Regions from separate parts of the Mus musculus genome. Here region 2 is linked to region 1. A link is a contact called in public ChIA-PET data. All regions are on one chromosome and are shown on one strand. The core of a region is the stretch at or near the end of the contact, and the rest is flanking DNA. Distances in the headings are between cores, read along the strand shown. Region 1 has its middle 7.8 kb from the start of Gm29903. Region 2 overlaps Prkcb (protein kinase C, beta).

Region 1 (3,926 bases), core at 876-3,375:
ACTAACAATAGCCTGTATGTTTTCTGAATCTCTTGGACATCTGTCACCAACAACTCAAAGGAGAGTTTCTCTTACCTGGTGTTGGAGTTTTTGTTAGGTAATCTTTGGCTCTTGAAGGGAGCAGTGGCAGCCCCTGTGAGAGAATTTCACTTAAATTACATATGTATGTATATTTACACACAGACCTACATGTAAGATGTTTTAGGTAAATAGTTAATAGCATGATTCCTATGACTGTTTAATTTTATTGTTGTTTCTTGTTTTGTTTCATTTTTTATCAAACTCGGGTCATCAACTCAAAACAACTCATAAAAAGCAAGTGTTTTAGCACAAAGCAATCCAAATGTATGCAGATTTGTCCCTTGCTGGGGAAATGACAGTAGGAAAATACCTCTTTGTTTTGTGTAATTGACTCACTGTGTTTTTCTAAGAGCAGAAAATGGGTATTTACAGCAAAAATTTCTGCAGATAGTCAATTGCACCCTTCTCATTCACTGGCTCTGGGTGGCCTGAGGACACAGGCAGTGCAAAGTGGTGTGGGGTGTGCTCAGACTCAAGGCTGCAGCAAAGTCTCAAAGTCTCAAGATGGTGCTGCCAGAGGCACATCCATTCCTTACGTGTATAACTTTGGACTGCCTTTTGGTCAATGCACATTCAAAAACCATTCACTGTTGCCAAATTATCCTGGAGGCCCCCCACATGATGGGCAGTTTAAGGAGCTGTGATGCAAAGGATACTGGGAAGGCGACTCTCAGGAAAGGAAATACAGCTTATAGACACAAGAGAAAGCTCCATCCCACACACAATTAAGGCAATGTAAATTAAAACCATAATGAGGAACTATTTTCTCCTACCAGACGGACAGCGGATGCTCAGGTAGGCTGTGAGCAACTACTTGTACATCAGAAAACAGCACCTCCCACTAGTCAGGTGCGCATCCTGCCCAGCAACTGGCCCATCTGAACTTCAGGCCCACTTGCTGTGCTGCCTGGACCTTTGCAAACAGGTCTCTGAAGTGAGCACCCTGACGCTCTGAAGAAAACATTCTTGGCTTTAACTGGCCGTCAGAGTGTAACTCCACACAGTAGGACTGCACCTCACTGCCTGCCCTTAGCCATTTGAAAGCACTTTGTCTCCATTGCCATGTAGAGAGGCAGAGGCCTCACTACCGACCTCTCCCTTATCCCTACATCAATTTTACTGGGTATTATTACTAATGATGGTAGCCAGCCAGGAAATGTTTGCTGAGAATCTGCACACAGTTAGCCTTTTTCTGACTTCTAATAGTCCCAGTGGTGGTGGGAGGGGGGTGGCGGTTGTGTGCTTTGGGTTTGTTTGTTTGACTTTTATGTTTTGCTTTATTTTTAAGACAGAGTCTTTCTGCATAGCCCAGGCTGGACTTAAGCTCCCGATTTCCCTACCTCAGCTGCCCGAATGCCAGGATGACAGGTGTGCACCACCATGCCCACACACTTTGTTATTTTTCCTTTTTTGAAATTTGCCTATATGACTTGAAGTAATGCATTTAGTAGATCTCTATCCACAGACATCATAATTCATACTAGTTCTGGGTTTTTTTAAATTCTGTGGTTTTTGCAAATCATAAAAACTTACTCTAACTAGCCTAAAGAGCAGGTGTTAGAAGAATGACTATGGTGTGGGTTCTAGGGTACAGTAAAAAATCCAAAGGGACTGAACGACTGTGAATCTGCACAAAGGCAGCAGTTGAAGGGGCTCACATGCTCCTTCCAGTCTATGTTTCCGGCCCCTCCTGTCAAAACCCTGAGGTCCACTATGGTCAAGGGGGTGGGGCACTAGCCTGTCTGCTGTTGAAGCAGTTGCAGGAAAACATGGGTTTCTGGGCAGTCATCTCTGTACTCCTATGATGCAAACGTTAATTGTTCTCCATCAGAATACTTGAGAATGGATTCAAGGTCTGATTGAAGGAAAGGCAGGTGGCCTGTCTCCGATATTATCCACGACAGAGTGCGGGGAACTGGAGATCAGACTGCCTTAGCTCTGAGGGCCTAGTTCTCTTTTCCTTAAGCAATCGGGAAGTCTCTTGCCTCTCTTCTCCCCCTAGCGGGAGGAGAGGTGGTGGCGGTGACGTTTGCCGGGTGTGAGTGGGATGCTATGAAGGTGGAGTGGAGGTGGAGATGTTTGGGGGATGGTTTCAGGTGGTAGTGGTGTTTGAGAGTATTGGAGGTAGTATAAGGTGGGGTGGGGATGGAGTGGTATTTGAAGGGTGGTTTTAGCTTGGGGAATTAACCTGCCGACAGTTTGTCTTGAGATTCTTTTCCTATTTTGTGCACAGAAGTCCCGCTCTGCCCCCTGGTGGAAGCCACCCGAAACTACAAGGAGAAAACGACTTCAGGCCTCTTCTGAGGCAGCCCTTGCTTGCCTTGTTAGATTGTTTCTAGCTATTTTGTTGCGGGCTTTGCCTTAATAGCTCACCTACCTCAGGCCAAGTTCCAGGCCTGCTACCTGTCCTTGACGCTCTAGCACACGCGCAGACTTCCGAGGGCTGCTTTAAGGGCCACAGATAGAATCGCTTTAAAAACAAAGGCAGGGGTTGTAGGGTTGGCTTTGTGGTTAAGAGCATGTATTGCTCTTCCGGAGAACCTAAACTCATCCGTGACAGGTGGCTCACAACCACCTGACTCTAGCTCCAGGGTAGTTGGCACCTCTAGCCTCTGAGAGCATCTACACGCCCACACACGTAATTTAAAATAAATAAAAATTTAAAACCCACCAAAGTATATAATCTTTCAGTTCTGGAAGGAAACTGTCTGAAGCACTCACTGGGCCATATTCCTTCCAATGCCCATAGAGGAGCCCTTCCTTCCCTCTCTGTAGCCTCAAGACATCTAAGCAACCTTCTCTTGGTCGTGAATGTATTGCTCCAGTCCTCTGCCTTCACAGGATCTGCCTTCTCTCTGCATCTCTTCATCCCTCTGTGCCTGTCTCTTTGTCTCCAATTCCTGTTTTCTAAGCAGTACAATACCCTATTATTGGATAAGGATCCACCTGCTCATTAGACGTCATTTAAAGGCTGGGATTAGAAAGCCAACGTGCACTAAGATGAAACGTATCATACTTGGTTGATACCGGTAACTGTGAATTAGACTGTGCACCACTGGTTCCTGATTTGAACATCTGGTCCCCACATAGTGGCTCTGCTTTGTGAGATTATGGAATCTTCAGGAGATGTGGCCTAGCTGGAAGAGCTAAGCCACTAGAGCCTAGCCCATGAAAGTTAGAGTCTAGACCCTGGGTTCACCACTCTCTCCGCTTCCTGGTCCTCAGGAATATGAACTGCTTCCTCTTTATGCTCCCATGGCAACCATGCCTTCCTATTACAATGGACTGAAATTCTAAAATCATAAGCCAAAATAAACATTTCCTCCATTAAGCTAAGTTGCGTAGCTTGGGTATAGGTGTTTGCCAGCAGCTAATAAAACACCTTATTAACCATAACCACATCATTTTTGTAAAGCTCCTCCATTTGGATTAAAGCGACAAGTCCTGAAACCACAATAATTTGATTTTCAAAACTAAAGTAACTTCTTTTTCTAGATATTCTTCCATCTCTCTTCTCATTGGCTGATCCAAAGGTAGCCTGACTGCAAGGCAATACTATCTACCACTCTTCAATTAATGTAGAAGAAACTCAAAGCTACAGGTTTGATTTAATAAATGATTTACTAATAGATTTGCTTAGAAGACATTAAATCACACTCTCATTCATTAATACTGTCATGTGACATGCTTGAAAGACATGGATTAAAAGCAGAAATACAAACCGCTTGCTCATGTCATCCTCAAAGATCTGAATAAACAACTTAGATAGGGTGTTCCTTGTGTCCCAAGTGTGTCAATCAAGTTGATACAAACAAACCAGACACAATCAGTGCTTGTTATGATGA
Region 2 (3,926 bases), core at 766-3,265, 100 kb before region 1:
GCACCCAATTTCATGACACCCCATATTTTTCTCTCATTCATCTAACCTGAGGCATCAGCTCAACATAATTAAACCTACTGGTCTGGTGAATGAAAACCAGGAAGACAGGTCAGAAAGTGAACTGTGAAACCCTTTTATTGGCCCTGTCACCTGCCTTCAACGTAGAGATAAATGTACAATCTAGACGAGGTCCCTTTCCTGAACTGGGTCAGTTTTGGATCGTTTACCCTTCATCCATCTTGCAAGAAAGAAAGAAAGAAAGAAAGAAAGAAAGAAAGAAAGAAAGAAAGAAAGAAAGAAAGAAAGAGGGGGGAGGGAGGGAGGGAGGGAGGGAGGGGGGAGGGAGGGAGGGAGGGAGGGAGGGAGGGAGGGAGGGAGGGAGGGAGGGAGGAAGAAGGAGGAAGGAAGGAAGGAAGGAAGGAAGGAAGGAAGGAAGGAAGGAAGGAAGGAAGGAAGATCTGAGCTTCTCTCTTTGCCTATGATGAAACCTTTTTTCAGCCAACTGAAATGAAGGGCAGTTTCGATGTCTTAGGCATGGTCCCAATGAAGAACCATACAGAAGCTGAAAATGGCCTTTGGCTAGTGACTGCCACCTGGCATGTGGCTCACCGGCTCTGTTTTTGACATCAGATCTTTGGAAGCCAATACCATTCATACTCTGGTCCTACAGTACCCTGAGAGCCAGACTGTCCCTTCCCTAGGTGCACCGTTGGATATGAAGTTTGGGCAGACCACAGAAAAGGCTTCAGTGTGACTGTTTCCACCACACCCTGGACCCAGAGTCCTAGAGCAAAGATGCTCTGTATTGGCTAATGTAGAACAAATTCTGATAGTTTCTGTTTCTTTATAAGGCTGACCTTGGACTTACTAAACTGCCCAAGCTAGCCTCAAACTTATGATCAATCCCCTTGCCTCAGCCTTTAGGGTCCTGAGGGTATGGATATCTGCCACCACACTCTGCCCAAAACATGCTGCTGAGAAACAAAATGTTTAGCTAGCATTTTAATGTGAGTGGAGGAGAGAAAATAAATTATTTTTAAAAATTAAAAATAAATGATATTCATATACTTCCTTATCTATTATAATCTATTTCCAGGGGAAAAAATTGTAAGAAACTAGTGGTATTTATTGCCTTTAAGTAGACAAACTGAATACCTAAGTCCAAACCAGCAGAGAGAAATCCTGAGTCGGTGAGACTGTAGGTAACTCTTCAAATAAAATGCAATTAAAGCCTTCTGTAAACAGGGCAGGATACAGCGATGCTGGGGGGAAACACTGCAGATATACATTGCTTGGCATGGAAAGCTGTTTATTGTGCTAATTGTGGGGAACAGAAAACAGATGTCAGGAATAATGTGTTTACAGCCAAGACTGGGTGTGCTGGTACCGGCCTGTCAACATACCACTCTAGGGGCTGAGGCAGAAGGGTCATGGGTATGAGGCCAGCCTAGGCTACACAAATAACTGTAGCCTGTCTCGAAATAATTAAAAATTGAAATGTGCATATGTACTTACTAAAATGTACAAGAACATAAAGAAACCCTGGCTCAAAATAATTAAAAATTGGAATGCCCATTTGTACTTATTAAAATGTGCATGGGAGATTTTGTTTTCTTCTCTGTTTTCATTTGATAAGTGCCCTTTAATAAGAATTTTAAATTTTATTAATTAAAAAGAAAGGAGAACCCATCTTTATGCTTTTGCTCTGTACAGTTTACTCCTTCCCCAGCAAGGCAGTGGCTCAGAAACTGTACTTCTCAGTACTTCTCAGGAATACCTTATTTGGAGGGACCGCAGAAAGGCCGCCAAGAAAGCATCCCTGTGGCCAGAAGTGCAGCAAGAGAGACAGGATTTCAAAAGACAGAGCTGTAAAAATCTCGGCATAAAATAAGCAACCAGGCTCTCATTTCAGCCATGTAAACAGTAATGTGTATTCATTAAAACTGCATTAGTCTAAGGAGTCCCCAGAGATCGGGCTGACGGGGGCGGGGCAGGGGCCGCCAGCTGCACCTGCTGTTGCTGACACAATGCGAGAAGACCAAATACGGTTTCCAGTGGATGGCATAACCATAAAGGAGAGAACTTGAGGGGTTTCTTGGCTTTCATCAGCCTTGTCAAAGATAAAGCAGTAACTGAAAAAAGACATGCACCAAAGACCCCAAACACATGGCTCGGTGTGGGTCGGCCCCGCCCTCCCCTGCTAAATGGTTCTCAAGGATAACACATGCTCACAAGCTGGGCTGGATGGATATCTCCAATGTGTTCTACTGCAGAGACTGCCTGGATCTCTGAGCCAAAGAAAGTGAAAGGCAAGCTCTTTCACCTTCCCCTAAAACCCAGAACAACTCTCAGTGAGCAAAACCCATCATGGAGAAGTTGTGGCCAACACCATTTTCAGGGCTTAGTATCCAAAGAGCTGCACATACCTTCATTTAGAGCCCCCAATCACCTGCAAAGTGGATCCTATTGCTGCCCCCATTTAAAAGTAAACTAGACATCAAAGCTCCAATAGGCACCATTCTTTACATTAAGTAACTGGGGGCTGAGAAGATGGCTCAACTGGTAAAGTGCCAGCCTGGCAAGCATGAGGCCCTGAGTTCAAATCCCCAGAACCCACATGAAAAGCCAGACAGGCTGCTGTGCACCCATAACCCCAGAGATGGCAAACTGAAGGGAACACGAGGATCCGAAGCTTGTGGACTGTGGTGAAATTTCAGCCTAATGAATGATGTTCTCAAACAAAAGATGGAAGGGACTTGAGGACTGACATCCACAGTCACCTCTGATCTCATACACAGCCTCCCCACCCCACCCCCAACACACACTTAAGTAACGGAAGCTTAAAAGCTTCACACACTTGAGAGGATTCTCACCCTAAGACAGAAATGGAGAAAGGCTTTCCTGTTCCCCCAGGTGTCGGGCCACATCTAAGCTCAGCTTAAGCTAAGAAAACCTAATAAGAGAGTAGCCACAGTCCCAGAATCAGTGAAGGGGAAAAAAACTTCCCTTTTGCAAGGCATGAAACTAAGTTGTTATCTGAGCAAGAATTCTGGGACAAGAAACAAAGGAAAACAAGAAGGTGGAAGAGATGTTCCAAGCCTTCCTGAAGCTAGCCAGGAAAGTCCTCCAAAGAGCTTCCTTCCCAGAAATGGAGCAGCTTCATGCGATGCTCATGTCTTTCTGGACATATCACTATTTAGCACTTTCAAGGTTAGCGAGTCCAATGTGAACTGCTTCTGTCACATCGCTCTCTGCCACACTCTCGGCTGACTGGCTTGTCTCCTCTTTTATGGCCTTGAGAAAGAGAGGAAGATAAAATTCTCAGTTCAATGATCTGCCTCATCATCCAGTATTGGACATCACTGAATGGCACAGATTCCAACCATCTCCATAGTGACTGCATCCATCACTGTATGTGTCTTAGTGAACCCACCCCGGCTTCAGCTCACCAGACTAAACCAGGTCAATGAGATCCTGCCTTGACTGCTGCACCCTCCAACCCAGTGTTTGCACTACGCAATGTTGCCCCTCACTCCATTTCCTTCGTCATTAGACCTAAGCTGGAGCTAAAGAAGGTTGAGGTTCAAGACATCTACCAGGCAATGATGGGTGGCCACCTTGCATACAGTGTAGAGTAAGGAGGCAGGTGGTCCAACCGTGAGAATAATTAGTATGAAAAAAGGGAAGCCGAGCTGAGAGGTGGGAGATGGACAGTCTCCCAGTTCCCTCTTCTTCCCTCCTCTGCCAGCCTGGTCTTCCGATTGGGAACAAGAAATGTCTGCCTGCTAACAGTTTCCTCCTTCCAGCTCCAGCTGACTCAAATCAGGTTCTGTTACTTGCAATCAAAAAAGCTTTACTAACACATACCCACTCTCTTCCTCCAGGACATGAAGACCTCTGACTAATACATCCAAGCAACTAGAAAT

The links. ChIA-PET counts read pairs in DNA pulled down with a chosen protein or histone mark.
Region 2: an RNA polymerase II ChIA-PET map of memory CD8 T cells shows a contact between it and region 1, with 16 read pairs. The contact joins two enhancer-like sites. A contact is called at or near these places in 1 of 15 datasets of contacts at CTCF or cohesin (pro-B cells), 3 of 484 Hi-C or Micro-C datasets (bone marrow-derived macrophages, nephron progenitors and uterus) and 2 of 115 datasets of contacts at active chromatin or transcription factors (memory CD8 T cells and microglia).

Annotation. Positions count from the first base shown.
Region 1 is chr7:122,250,065-122,253,990 of GRCm38.p6, reverse strand. No RefSeq gene overlaps it. Among named protein-coding and RNA genes, the nearest start is that of Gm29903, 7.8 kb to the right of the region's middle. Within about 2 kb of position 2,125, at least 73 of the 459 cell types and tissues checked have an H3K27ac peak or open chromatin away from gene starts, as enhancers often do. A contact at or near this core is called in memory CD8 T cells and pro-B cells, where this site is marked.
Region 2 is chr7:122,350,935-122,354,860 of GRCm38.p6, reverse strand. The region is part of intron 2 of Prkcb (protein kinase C, beta); the gene reads right to left. Among named protein-coding and RNA genes, the nearest start is that of Gm51497, 57 kb to the right of the region's middle. Within about 2 kb of position 2,015, at least 53 of the 459 cell types and tissues checked have an H3K27ac peak or open chromatin away from gene starts, as enhancers often do. A contact at or near this core is called in memory CD8 T cells and pro-B cells, where this site is marked.